2 separate regions of the Oryctolagus cuniculus genome follow, and region 2 is linked to region 1. The links are chromatin contacts, called in public Micro-C maps. All regions are on one chromosome and are shown on one strand. Each heading gives the region's core, a stretch centred on a gene start, on an enhancer-like site or on the middle of the called end of the contact. The rest is flanking DNA. Distances are from core to core; before and after follow the strand shown.

The links. Hi-C and Micro-C count contacts between places; a contact is called where the count stands out from the background.
Region 2: a contact with region 1 is called in a Micro-C map of ear pinna, with 2.1 times the contacts expected there. The contact joins the promoter of RCBTB2 here to the enhancer-like site in region 1. A contact is called at or near these places in 3 of 6 Hi-C or Micro-C datasets (ear pinna, skin fibroblasts and an unstated tissue).

What each region holds. Positions count from the first base shown.
Region 1 is chr9:67,491,506-67,497,084 of mOryCun1.1, forward strand. RCBTB2 (RCC1 and BTB domain containing protein 2) reads right to left here. Exons shown (of 12, transcript XM_008273815.4): 12 at 1-224. The coding sequence ends at 84. Among named protein-coding and RNA genes, the nearest start is that of RCBTB2, 40 kb to the right of the region's middle. Within about 2 kb of position 2,441, at least 1 of the 8 cell types and tissues checked has an H3K27ac peak or open chromatin away from gene starts, as enhancers often do.
Region 2 is chr9:67,532,079-67,537,479 of mOryCun1.1, forward strand. RCBTB2 (RCC1 and BTB domain containing protein 2) reads right to left here and starts at 2,315. Exons shown (of 12, transcript XM_008273815.4): 1 at 2,075-2,315.

The sequences.
Region 1 (5,579 bases), core at 1,191-3,690:
GCTCACGGTAGGTACTACTGATGGGACAGAAATGAGTGCTCTCTAGCCTTCGCAGCGAAGCCCCTCCCTTGCCTGCAGCGGCATCAGTTTTTGAAGGCTCCTACTCTGCTTGCTTTGCTGATAAAGTTCTTCAGGAGATCATGGTCCATCTCGGCAAAGCCTGAAGTTTGCGTTACTACAGTCAGGTGGTTGATGCAAAACCTGAAGCAGAAGTCTTCTAAGTCCTAGAAACAACAGAGGCGCTTTAGTAAACTCGCATTTCCTGCTGCAGTGCAAGCTGGCATGAGAATTCCTAAAACAAGCAGAGAAAGGACGGATAGCCCAGAGGAGGAAATGTTGGTATGGTAAACTACAGGACAGTTATAAAAACCATATACCTGTTATGAATCTATGCTGTAAAAATTAAATAACACAGAGAACAGCATTCAAGTTCCTCCTCCCCAAGGAAGGCAAACAAGCTGACTGCTCCCTCCCAGGGACATGAATCCTCCACTGCCTTTTTCCACAGACACTACTTGAACTTGTTCATTTCACTTCCAATATGGGTTAAAATCACCGCATGCCTCCTTTTATTCCCCTGGGAGCCTGAACTGTTTCTACCCACAGACCTGGTGGAAAGGGTGAACCATAATCAACAGTGATGCCATTTGTCCTCCCCAGGCAGGAAGATGCATGCGGGACGAGTGGATTTCATCCCATCACGCATCTCCATTAGTCTTAACTGCCTTGCAGGCGTGGCAGGCCTTGCACAGCTCTCTGGGAATATCGTGAAGCACCCTGGAGTCATTCCCCTGATTAGAACTGTAAACGAGAGGGGCAGGCACTTGGTGCAGCGGTTAAGAAGCCAGCTGGGGACGACCCCATCCCTCATCAGGGTGCCTGGGTTCCAGTCCCCACCCTACCACTTCCAATCCAGCTTCCTGCTAACAGCCTGGCCCAGCCCCGGCTGTTGCAGGCATTTGGGGAGTAAACAAGTGGATGAGAGATCTCTGTCGTTCAAATAAAATGGTGAACAAACTGTAAACTTGGGAACCAGAGTGAGGGCAACCCAGTACTCTTACGGTCCTGGGAAGGTGCGGCCACCTGCCGGGACGGGACCTCCAAGCTGCCCTGGACCCTGGGCTGCGGTGCCATCTGACCCAGCACCAGGTGCCGCCAGGTGGTGACAACTTTGAAAGATTCCCCCTCTATGGCACTGAAGACAATTCATAAAAAATAAGGCTCGGCCGGCGCCGCGGCTCACTAGGCTAATCCTCCGCCTGCAGCACAAGCACACCGGGTTCTAGTCCCGGTTGGGGCACCGGATTCTGTCCCGGTTGCCCCTCTTCCAGTCCAGCTCTCTGCTGTGGCCCGGGAGTGCAGTGGAGGATGGCCCAAGTGCTTGGGTCCTGCACCCACATGGGAGACCAGGAGAAGCACCTGGCTCCTGGCTTCGGATCAGCGTGGTGCGCCGGCCGCAGTGCGCCGGCCGCGGTGACCATTGGAGGGTGAACCAACGGCAAAAGGAAGACCTTTCTCTCTGTCTCTCTCTCTCTCACTGTCCACTCTGCCTGTCAAAAATAAATAAATAAATAAAATAAAGCTCCCAAGTCACTTCCAAGCATACATATGCACAACACACTCTATGGTCTTTTCTTCTTTGGACGCAAAAATTACAGCAAATGCTGAAGGCAAAAAAAAAAAGTCAAAGGAAACATTAGCAGTACCAACTGCCATGCCAATGTACACACAAAGCCACAGTGCATTTCCTTACAAGAGAAGAAACAAACCCCAGGAGGCAAAGCTGAACACAGCGGGGCAGGCTGGCAAGGGCACGCAGGGAAGCCCCCTGTGGTGAGGCAGCTAAAGTTCACACACGCCCTTGATCTCACACACACACAGAGGAGCCCGATGGCCACCGGCAGTGATGTACTTGTTTGCACCTTAGCAAGGCCACTCGTGCCTACAGCACATGACAATGAAGCACGCCAGATACCCACTCCTCGGCCGAATTACACAGGCACGTAGCTCCACTACTCAGCTAGAACTAGAGCATAATACACGCGTTTCAGTGATGCGCAGTGCGAGGCCTCCCAGATCCAGACAGCATCGACAGAACTGCTAGTTACTGGGAGAGAAAATCACTTGCACCTACTCTCCTTTACTTTCTAGGATGGAAATTTCTCACCATACTTAAGCAAGGACAGGACTTGGAAAGAGTTCCCGAGATTCCAAGGACTCAATAAATTGGCACAGGGTGGTACTGGTAATAAGGAAATTCTGTCCATACCCAACAAAGCCCTGGTGTTTTCCATCAGGGTTAGGGTTAGGGCGTGTAGCCTACTTGAAAGGCTGGTACTGCACACAGCTTCATCTTTGTCATGGGGCCCTTGGTTCTGTCCTGTGATTCAAGCATAGTTCCTGGGTGACTCATACTGTCTCTCCTTAAGCCCTGCACCTCCTCTCTCAGCCTCAGTGCTAAGCTATTGCCCTTCCCCAGTTCACTGTGGAAACAGCACTCAGAAGGGAGCCTCAGGGGCTGGCATCAAAGGCTAAGGCACCACTTGGAAAACTGCCATCCCATATTGGCGCTGGTTCAAGTCCCGGCCGCTCACGCACCTGGGAAAGCAGTGAAGGATGGCTCAAGTGCTTGAGTCCCTGCACCCACGTGGGAGACCCGGATGAAGCTCCTGGCTCCTAGCTTAGGACAGGCCCAGGTCTGGCCATTGTGGCCATTTGGGGAGTGAACCAGCAAATGGAAGACCTTTCTCTGTCTCTCCTGTCTCTGTAACTCTGCCTTTCAAATAAATATATAAATCTTAAAAGAAAGAAAAAAAACTCCCACTATTCCCCCCAAAATTCCTCCCAGTCTTCCGTATCTCAATAAATGACAACTTCATCCTTTGTTCTGCTCAGGCCAGAAACTTTGGAAATCATCTTAGTTTTCTTTCTTTTTCTCCCTTACCCTTCCCCCATATCCAATCCAGCAGCAAATTCTCTCATCTCTGCCTTCAAATCACACTCAAAAGCCAACCACTTTTCACCATTGCCGCAGCTAATAACCAAGGCCCACGCACCTTGGGCACGTGCTGGGTCACGCATCGCACCGGCCACTGTCCCTGCCGCAGGCTTCTCCACACTGCGGGGGCTATGGTTACGGGCCCCTACCCTGTTGCTCACAGCAGGTCTATTCCTCTCCAGCCCCTCCCCCAGCTCGCCCAGAGGAGGGCTCAGATTCTGACGGTGCTTTCTGGGCCCACAGACCCTGCCTCTCTCCACACACCGCCTGCACAGCGCCACCTGCGACCTTCCGGCTCACTCCATCCATCCGCTAAGAGCTTGCTCTCTAACGCTCCGCCTGCAGCTCACCTGCCCAGTGCCCACTTCACTCTCAGCCTGGCACTCCCAAGCCCTTGTCCCTGGCTGACGTCCTTCTGTGTCAGTTACGACCTTCTGACGCACTACACATTGTCCTCACTTACTTAACGCCCATCACCTGCACCAGGAAGTTCCGTAAGGGCAGAGTTCTGGTCAGCTTTGTTCACCTGCAGAGCCCCTTGTTCCTAAGAACAGTGCCAGCCACACAGCAGGCACTCAGTGAACATCTGTGGTATCAATAAACACTGCAGGCTCGAATAAAAGGGACCAGGAAAATTGCAGTGCAACACGTACATGTTAAATGTGTCCACCCTGGGATTGCGTTCCAGTTTTGCACTGTACTAGCTTACTAAGAATTGACTTATGCTCCCCATGCTTCAGTTTCTTCCTGTGTAAATTGGGAATAAAAATAATAATGCCTTTATTTTTAAAGGCTGTTCTAAAGAGTAAATGAGACATGAGCCGGGCTTCGACTACTGCCTGACTCATACTGAGTATGTGCTAGGTGGCAGTCCAGCAGGAAGGACTATAGTTTGCTAGTCTTCACATTCTTCAAATCCGCGCTGGGCTGTAAGAGTCAGCTAAGTCAAATACACTGTTCTTCCTAACAACGTGACACTGAGTTCGCATGCAGTGTATTCACTTGTAGTCTGTCACACCGCTTCAGGGTACGGGAATTAGCTAGACGAGTGCAGCAAAATGGAACGTCTCTATAGGCAAAGCAGAACGCACACTGCACAAATACTGAACGAGGACCTCCTGCGTGTCAGGCACTGCGCCGGGCATCAGAGATACGGTGTGAGCAAAACAGAGCCATTTCTCAAGGAGCGAGCTTCCTAGAAAACAGAGGGCTGGAAGGTGACCATCCAGGAAATCCACATCAATAGGGCATATGAAGAGTCTTAGAAATACAGCCTGGCTCTCATGACAGCGCTGAGTCACCAGCCCGCCCCAGAGATCAGTATCATCACCATGACTGAAAGAGCAAACTCCAGGAAAAGCGCCTGCATCTTGTTTGGCCAGGAGGCATTTTGCATGCCCTAAGTGCCCAATATATTATTTCCTTGATGTATGACAAGCATTCACTGGGCTCTTAGCCATCAATGTCTCAAGATGCGTAAGATTTTTTCTTCTATGTTACGTTAAAAAGATCTAGCCTTCAAGTATTTTTTTTAAAGATTAATTTATTCACTTGAGAGGCAGCGTTACAAAGAGAGGGAGGGAGAGACAGAGAGAAAGGTCTTCCATCCACTGGTTCACTCCCCAAATGGCCGCAATGGCTGGACCTGGACCACTCCAAATGCAGGAGCCAGGAGCTTCCTCCAGGTCCCAAGCACTTGAACCATCTTCCACTGCTTTCCCAGGCCATTAGCAGGGAGCTGGATCAGAAGTGGAGTAGCTGGGACTCGAACCAACGCCCATCTGGGATGCTGGCACCACAGGCAAGATGCTTAACCTTGTACACTACAGTGCCAGCCCCAGCCTTCAAATATTTAGATAGATTCACGTGTACTTCAAAAAGTTCACAAAAAATGGAATTAAAATATGTTTATTTTGGTGCCCAAAACTTGGAAATCCAAGTATATTTTTTTTCAAAACATGCATTTTTTTTTCCAACAAACTTTCTGAAGGACCCTTGTGCATAATGTGACAGAAAAAAAATCAGAAGTTGCTGTCTGAGAGTCGTCATGTTCTCGGGCTGATGAGTCATTTCCTTCCTCTCACTTTTTTGTATTTTCCAAATTCTCTTTAATAAGCATAATAGTGTCTACATAAGCAGAAAACCAGTTATAACTTTTTTTCTGTTTTACTAAAATGTCCCTGTTTTTGAGCAAAGGAGAGGATATCCTTACACCAAAAGGAAATCGACTCGAGAAGTTCTGGCCTGTATCCTCGAGATGCAGCTCTGAGACATATTTTCTTTCCTTTCTTCAATATCATAACAACTCATACTCACTGTGGAAATTCAGAAAAACAAGCAAAGAGGAGGAAAAAATAATCATCCACAATCCTGTCATCCAATAGCAGCCGTGGATCACAGCCCTCAGGTTTTTTTGTTCAGTTCTTTCTACTTTTCTAAAAAAAGCTAACAGGATCCCAGCCTGGCACATGACCAATCTGGAAAGGCGGCGTCATTAATAGTTTTCAACGATCCCCTTCACAGTGCCTTTTTCTCACCTTTCTAAACCCTCAACTGCTACAGTGAACATTTCTGAAGCTGA
Region 2 (5,401 bases), core at 1,065-3,564, 40 kb after region 1:
TTGTACACTGAGCCTTGCTGCACGCACCCCACCCACCCTGTCAGGGTCCAGGCGGCACTCTGCACCTCCCCCAACAAGCAGCCTAAGAAGGAACTCCACCTGCCGCTCAAACGGGATGAAGCCTGGCCTCAAACCGCCTGCCCAGGCTGAACCTCCACTCTCTTCACCCTTCCATTCTGTCCTCCCCTCAAATAGTCTTTTCCACTTTAACTAGATGCTTCCCCACCTTTTTTGAACCCTAACATCTGAAAATGTAGTACAGTGCCATGCAGGTTCAATGGAGTGGGAAAGTGAGTACTGAGCAGGGAGGAAGTATCAAGTGCAGGCGTCCCGGGGCGAGCCCAGCCACAGCGATTAGGCGTGTATGGTGGGAGTGAGGTACCCAAGGGCGCCTCGTCCTGCGGGCTTTACCTACTACTTAGTAACAGGTATGCAGTGCCCAGGCAGTAGGAAATAGAAGATATGACATTTCACCTGGAGCACTCCGAGTCTCCATTCCTACGCGGCGCTTCTATTCCAACCCTCAACAACTGTATCAGCACAGCATATAAGATTACAATGCAGACGGTAATGACATTGTTAAAAACAGCACAGCAGCCCCAGGAGCCACAAAACCGACCTAGCTAAGTACTACTGCGCCACGAGGTGTTCAGCCAGGCAGGGACTCAGGACTAGGAAATAGCAAAGCTGGGAGGCTCGAGTCACATTTGATGCTATCACCTTCCAGTCGGGGGGGTGGAGGAGGAGAGTAAACTGCCAAAGCTCAGCTTGTACATTCAACCACTTTTATTCGGCTCTGACACGGATTAAGTTGCCAAGTGCAGAACAAGCCAGCTCAGCCACATGCGTTTCGCTACAGTCCTGGCCTCGAGCTGTCTGCAAGTTTCTGTAGCTTTGCAAAGAACAAAAGCAGAACTTTGTTCTGCACTCGCCTTCCAACGCGGGCAGGAAGCTCTTCCTCAGCCAAGGCGGGGCACTTGAAAGTTTTCAAGGCCTGGAAAACCGCTGCTTCCGGGGCGGAGCCCAGAAGTACCTCCGGCTTAAGATGTACGCCGCCGACTTCCCCTCCTGTCTCCCTTAGCAGGGCCTGACAGTTTCGTCCAGCAAATTCGAACTCTCCGCGCTATCCCTCGACATCATGTCGAAAACATCCTATCACCTGGGCTAGCGAGCCTGTTCGATTTACAAGGCGAAGCCAGGGGTCCAGGCGATAGAAATAAACACAGCAGCGCACACACGGTGAAGAACAGGGAGAGAAAACGATACTCCGAGACAGGCGCCACACCTGCGCCCTAGGACGCCTCTCCCCGGGGGCCTGACAGGACGCAGAAGCCTAGCAGAGCAGGCTCCGGGCAAGCGACTGCCCAGGAGCAACGCCAAACGGACCCCAGCGGACTGAGGCAAACGCAAAGCCCCCCTTGGCCAAAGCCAAGTAGCAGATGCGACCCCCACAACCGCTCGCCGCTCGCGCATGCGCGATGCAGCCTCCGCCCTGAGGCCTAGGCTGGGATGTAGCCCGAGCGTGGCGTCCAGCCCCCGCCACCTGGGTTGCGCATGCGCAGCGACGCCCGGGCCCGCGGCTGGGGCGAGGCTCTCGCCCCCGGGGGCCCCTAGGCGGTAGCCGCGGTCGAGGAGTGGGGGCGGGAAATGCTGGCGAGCCCAGCCCCGTTGCTGGGGTACCTGCGAGCTGCCTGCTGCACGCCTGGCGCCCCGCCTCGGCCTCACACGCCACCCCCACACCTCACCTCAGCGCAGGCCCAAGCCGCGTCTGCTCCGCCTCCTGGGTCGCGGTTACTGCTCGATCGGGGGCCCAGCACCGCGACGAGTTGGCGCCTCCCCCTGAAGTGGCTCGGCCGCGGCGGGATGCGCTCGGGTGCCCGGCCAGGACGGGCGGGAAGGGGAGCGCCGACGAGGGGATGGGGCCAGCGACCGCGCCTCGCCCCTCCCCTCCTCCCTGCGCTGCCCACCGCCGCTCCCGCCCCCTCCCCACCGAGTCCCCCTCCTGGGCGCGGACCCCAGCGACTGGACGCCGCGCCTCCCGCTGCGGCCGCCTCCGCCTTTTCCTGGGAGTTACCTTGTGGGACACCTCGGCTCTCTCCGGGGTCTTGGTCCCCCAGATCTTGGAAACTGATCAGGGCCTGACCTGGAGGGTGGGACGCGTGCGAGGATCTGGGCAACCTTTTCCACTCTCCCTTTCTCCGCTGTAGCAAACACTCCATCTGGAAGCCCGGGGCGCTTCCCACGGCTCACGCGACCCCGTTTTCAACTCACTGCTGCAGGGCTGAAGCCCTGGACTCCTCCGTAATGTAATGAGTGATTGGTGTTGGGCAGGTCACCTGAGTTACTTTGGGGACCAAGGTGTTACGGAACAATCGCGCTTTCTCTATTAATTTGCAAGGATTCGTTGCACCACACTTCCGTTGGTCTTAGTAGATTTTTGCAAAATGGATCACAAGTTTGTAGTGTTGCAGTAATTTCTTGCTCTACATTACACGTCCACCTGTGTGGGTTTTGGGTAAAACGCTCAATAGCTGAAAGTTACCAGCTCTAACTTTCTGGTTACTTCTGTACCTAGATGATAATCTGGGTGAGTGTTTAAATGGATTGCCAGAAGGAACACAACCAGATGAATAATTGAGATTCCACCCCAGAGTGACAGTGTCAGTCTTTGGTTTTGTCGGGCTTTGGTCATTTCAGCTGGAAGACATTTATGTCCATTATTACAGCACAGCCCATTGAGCTCTAGAAAGGGACCTGGATTTACTGGATTTTATGAGACCTAAATAAAGTCATAGAGGTGTGGTACACATAAGACAGGATTTCCCCCTAAACAATTACCCTTTGAAAGGACAGCTTGGAGTTTTATTTAAAAACAATAATCAGAAAAATAACATGTGTCTAAGGGATAAGGTAGCTATAAGAAAGGAGTCAGATGAGATAGGGTTATCATTACACTTATCTTTTTGTAATTTTTTAAAAAAAATTATTTGAAAAACAAAGAGACAGAGATCACCCATCTGCTGATTCACTCCCCAGATGCCCACAACAACCAGGGTTGGGCCAGGCGGAAGCCAGGAGTCAAGCACTCAATCTGGGTCTCCCTTGTGAATGGCTGACTGCCAGGGTGTGCATTAGCAGGAAGTTGGAACCAGGAGCAGAGCTGGGACTAGAACTCAGGTGCTCACATATGGCATGTGGGCATCCCAAGTGTAGTCTGAACTGCTATGCCAAATGCCTGCCCCTCCCCCAACATCTTCTGTATACAACCATTATTTGTATATATTTGTAATATATTTCACTAGATTGTGAAACTATTGAGAGACAGATAGTATCTTACTCTGTATTAAATGTCTTAATTTCTCTTTGTCCCACAGAATTTTATCTGTGGAATGATATTGCACTGATGACATTCCTTTAGTTCCTCAAATATGCTTCCCTCATAACCTCGTTCAGAGTCCTAGACATGCATGTAAATCTACGCTCTGCTCTCACCTGGGTGGTTTGTGCCAGTTCTCCAGGGCCTGACCTTCTGGGTAAGATGATTGCTCTTTGATCGCCAAAGGCTTTAAAATGAAAGGAAATAAAGTCAGTACGTCAAAAAGTCAGCTGTACTTCCACGTTTATGGCAACATTATCCCCAGTAGCCAAGGTATGGAATCAACCTAAGTGTCCATCAACAACAGGTGAAGGGATGAAAAGCACAGTATCTGTGTACATGGTAGCATACTACTTAGCAGTAAAAAAAGACAAAGCCCTGGCACATACAACAACATGGATGAACCTGGGAGCCTTTATGTTAAGTGAAAGAAGCCAGGCACAGAAAAATAAATACTGCATGACCTCACTCATATGTAGAATAAAATAGTTGAACTCATGGAAGTAGAAATCATAACTGTGGTTAATCAGAGGCTGGGTAGTTACAAGGGATGGGAGATGTTGGCCAGAGGTAATTACAGTCAGAAGAACAAGTTCAAGATATCCATTGCAGAGGGCCGGTGCTGTGGCGCAGTGGGTTTACACCCTGGCCTAAAGTGCTGGCATCCCATATGGGTGATGGTTCTAGTCCCTGCTGCACCTCTTCCAATCCAGCTCTCTGCTATGGCTTTTTGGGTCCCTGCACCCACGTGGGAGACCCAGAAGAAGCTCCTGGATCCTGACTTCAGATCGGTGCAGCTCCGGCCGTTGTGGCCATCTGGGGAGTGAAACATCAGACAGAAGACTTCTCTCTCTCTGCCTCTCCTCTCTCTGTGTAACTCTGACTTTCAAATAAATAACTAAATCTTTAGAAAAAAAAAAAGATGTCTATTGCACAACAAGGTAGCTGTAGTTAATGACAATGTATCATCCTGGAGGAAGATCCTGGCTCCTGGCCTCAGTCTGGCCCAGCTTTGGACATTGGCACCCTTGCAGCCATCTAGGGAATGAACCAGTAGATGGAAGATCTCTTTCTCCCTCTCTCTGTAACTCTGCCTTTCAAATCAACAAATCTTTTTTTTTTTTTTTTTTTTTTTTTGGATTGTAATGTGGTCTCTTTGCAGAATTAACTAATGTGAGGTAATACATTTGTTAAGCTGGATTTAACCATTCTACATGGTGTACATACTTCTAAACATTTCAACGTACAATGTTTTCTCTCAATTTCAAAGAAAATCTGAGGGGCTGGTGCTGTGGCATAGAAGGTTAACCCTCCACCTACAGCACTGGAATCCCGTATGGATGCCAGTTTGAATCCTGACTGCTCTGCTTCCAATCCTGTTCCCTGCTAATGGTCTGGGAAAGCAGTGGAAGATGGTCCAAGTGCTTGGGTCCCTGCACCCACATGGGAGACCCAGAAGAAGCTCCTGTGGCCGGCGCCACGGCTCAGTAGGCTAATCCTCCACCTGCAGCACCGGCACCCCGGGTTCTAGTCCCAGTCGGGGTGCTGGATTCTGTCCCGGTTGCTCCTCTTCCAGTCCGGCCACAGCGGCCATTGAGGGGGTGAACAAACGGAAAAAGGAGGACCTTTCTCTCTGTCTCTCTCTCTCACTGTACACTCTGCCTGTCAAAAAATTAAAAAAAAAAAAAAAAAAAAAAAAAAAGAAGAAGCAGCTCCTGCCTCCTGGCTTTGGATAGGCTCAGCTCCGGCCATTGAGACCATCTGGGGAGTAAGCCAACAGATGGAAGACCCTTTTCTCTCTGTCTGTAACACTGCCTCCCAAATAAATAAATAAATCTTAAAAAAAAAAATGTGAAAGGAAGACCATGTTTGGCCTCTTTAGCAATGGACTTAAGGATAATTCTGCTTTCTATGAGAGTATTTCAAAAAGTTCTTGGGGAAAATGTAATTAAAAACTAAGTTTACTTGGTGCAAAAAAGATCTTTAAATCTATGCATAATTTTTTCATAATGTGTATTTTTCAGG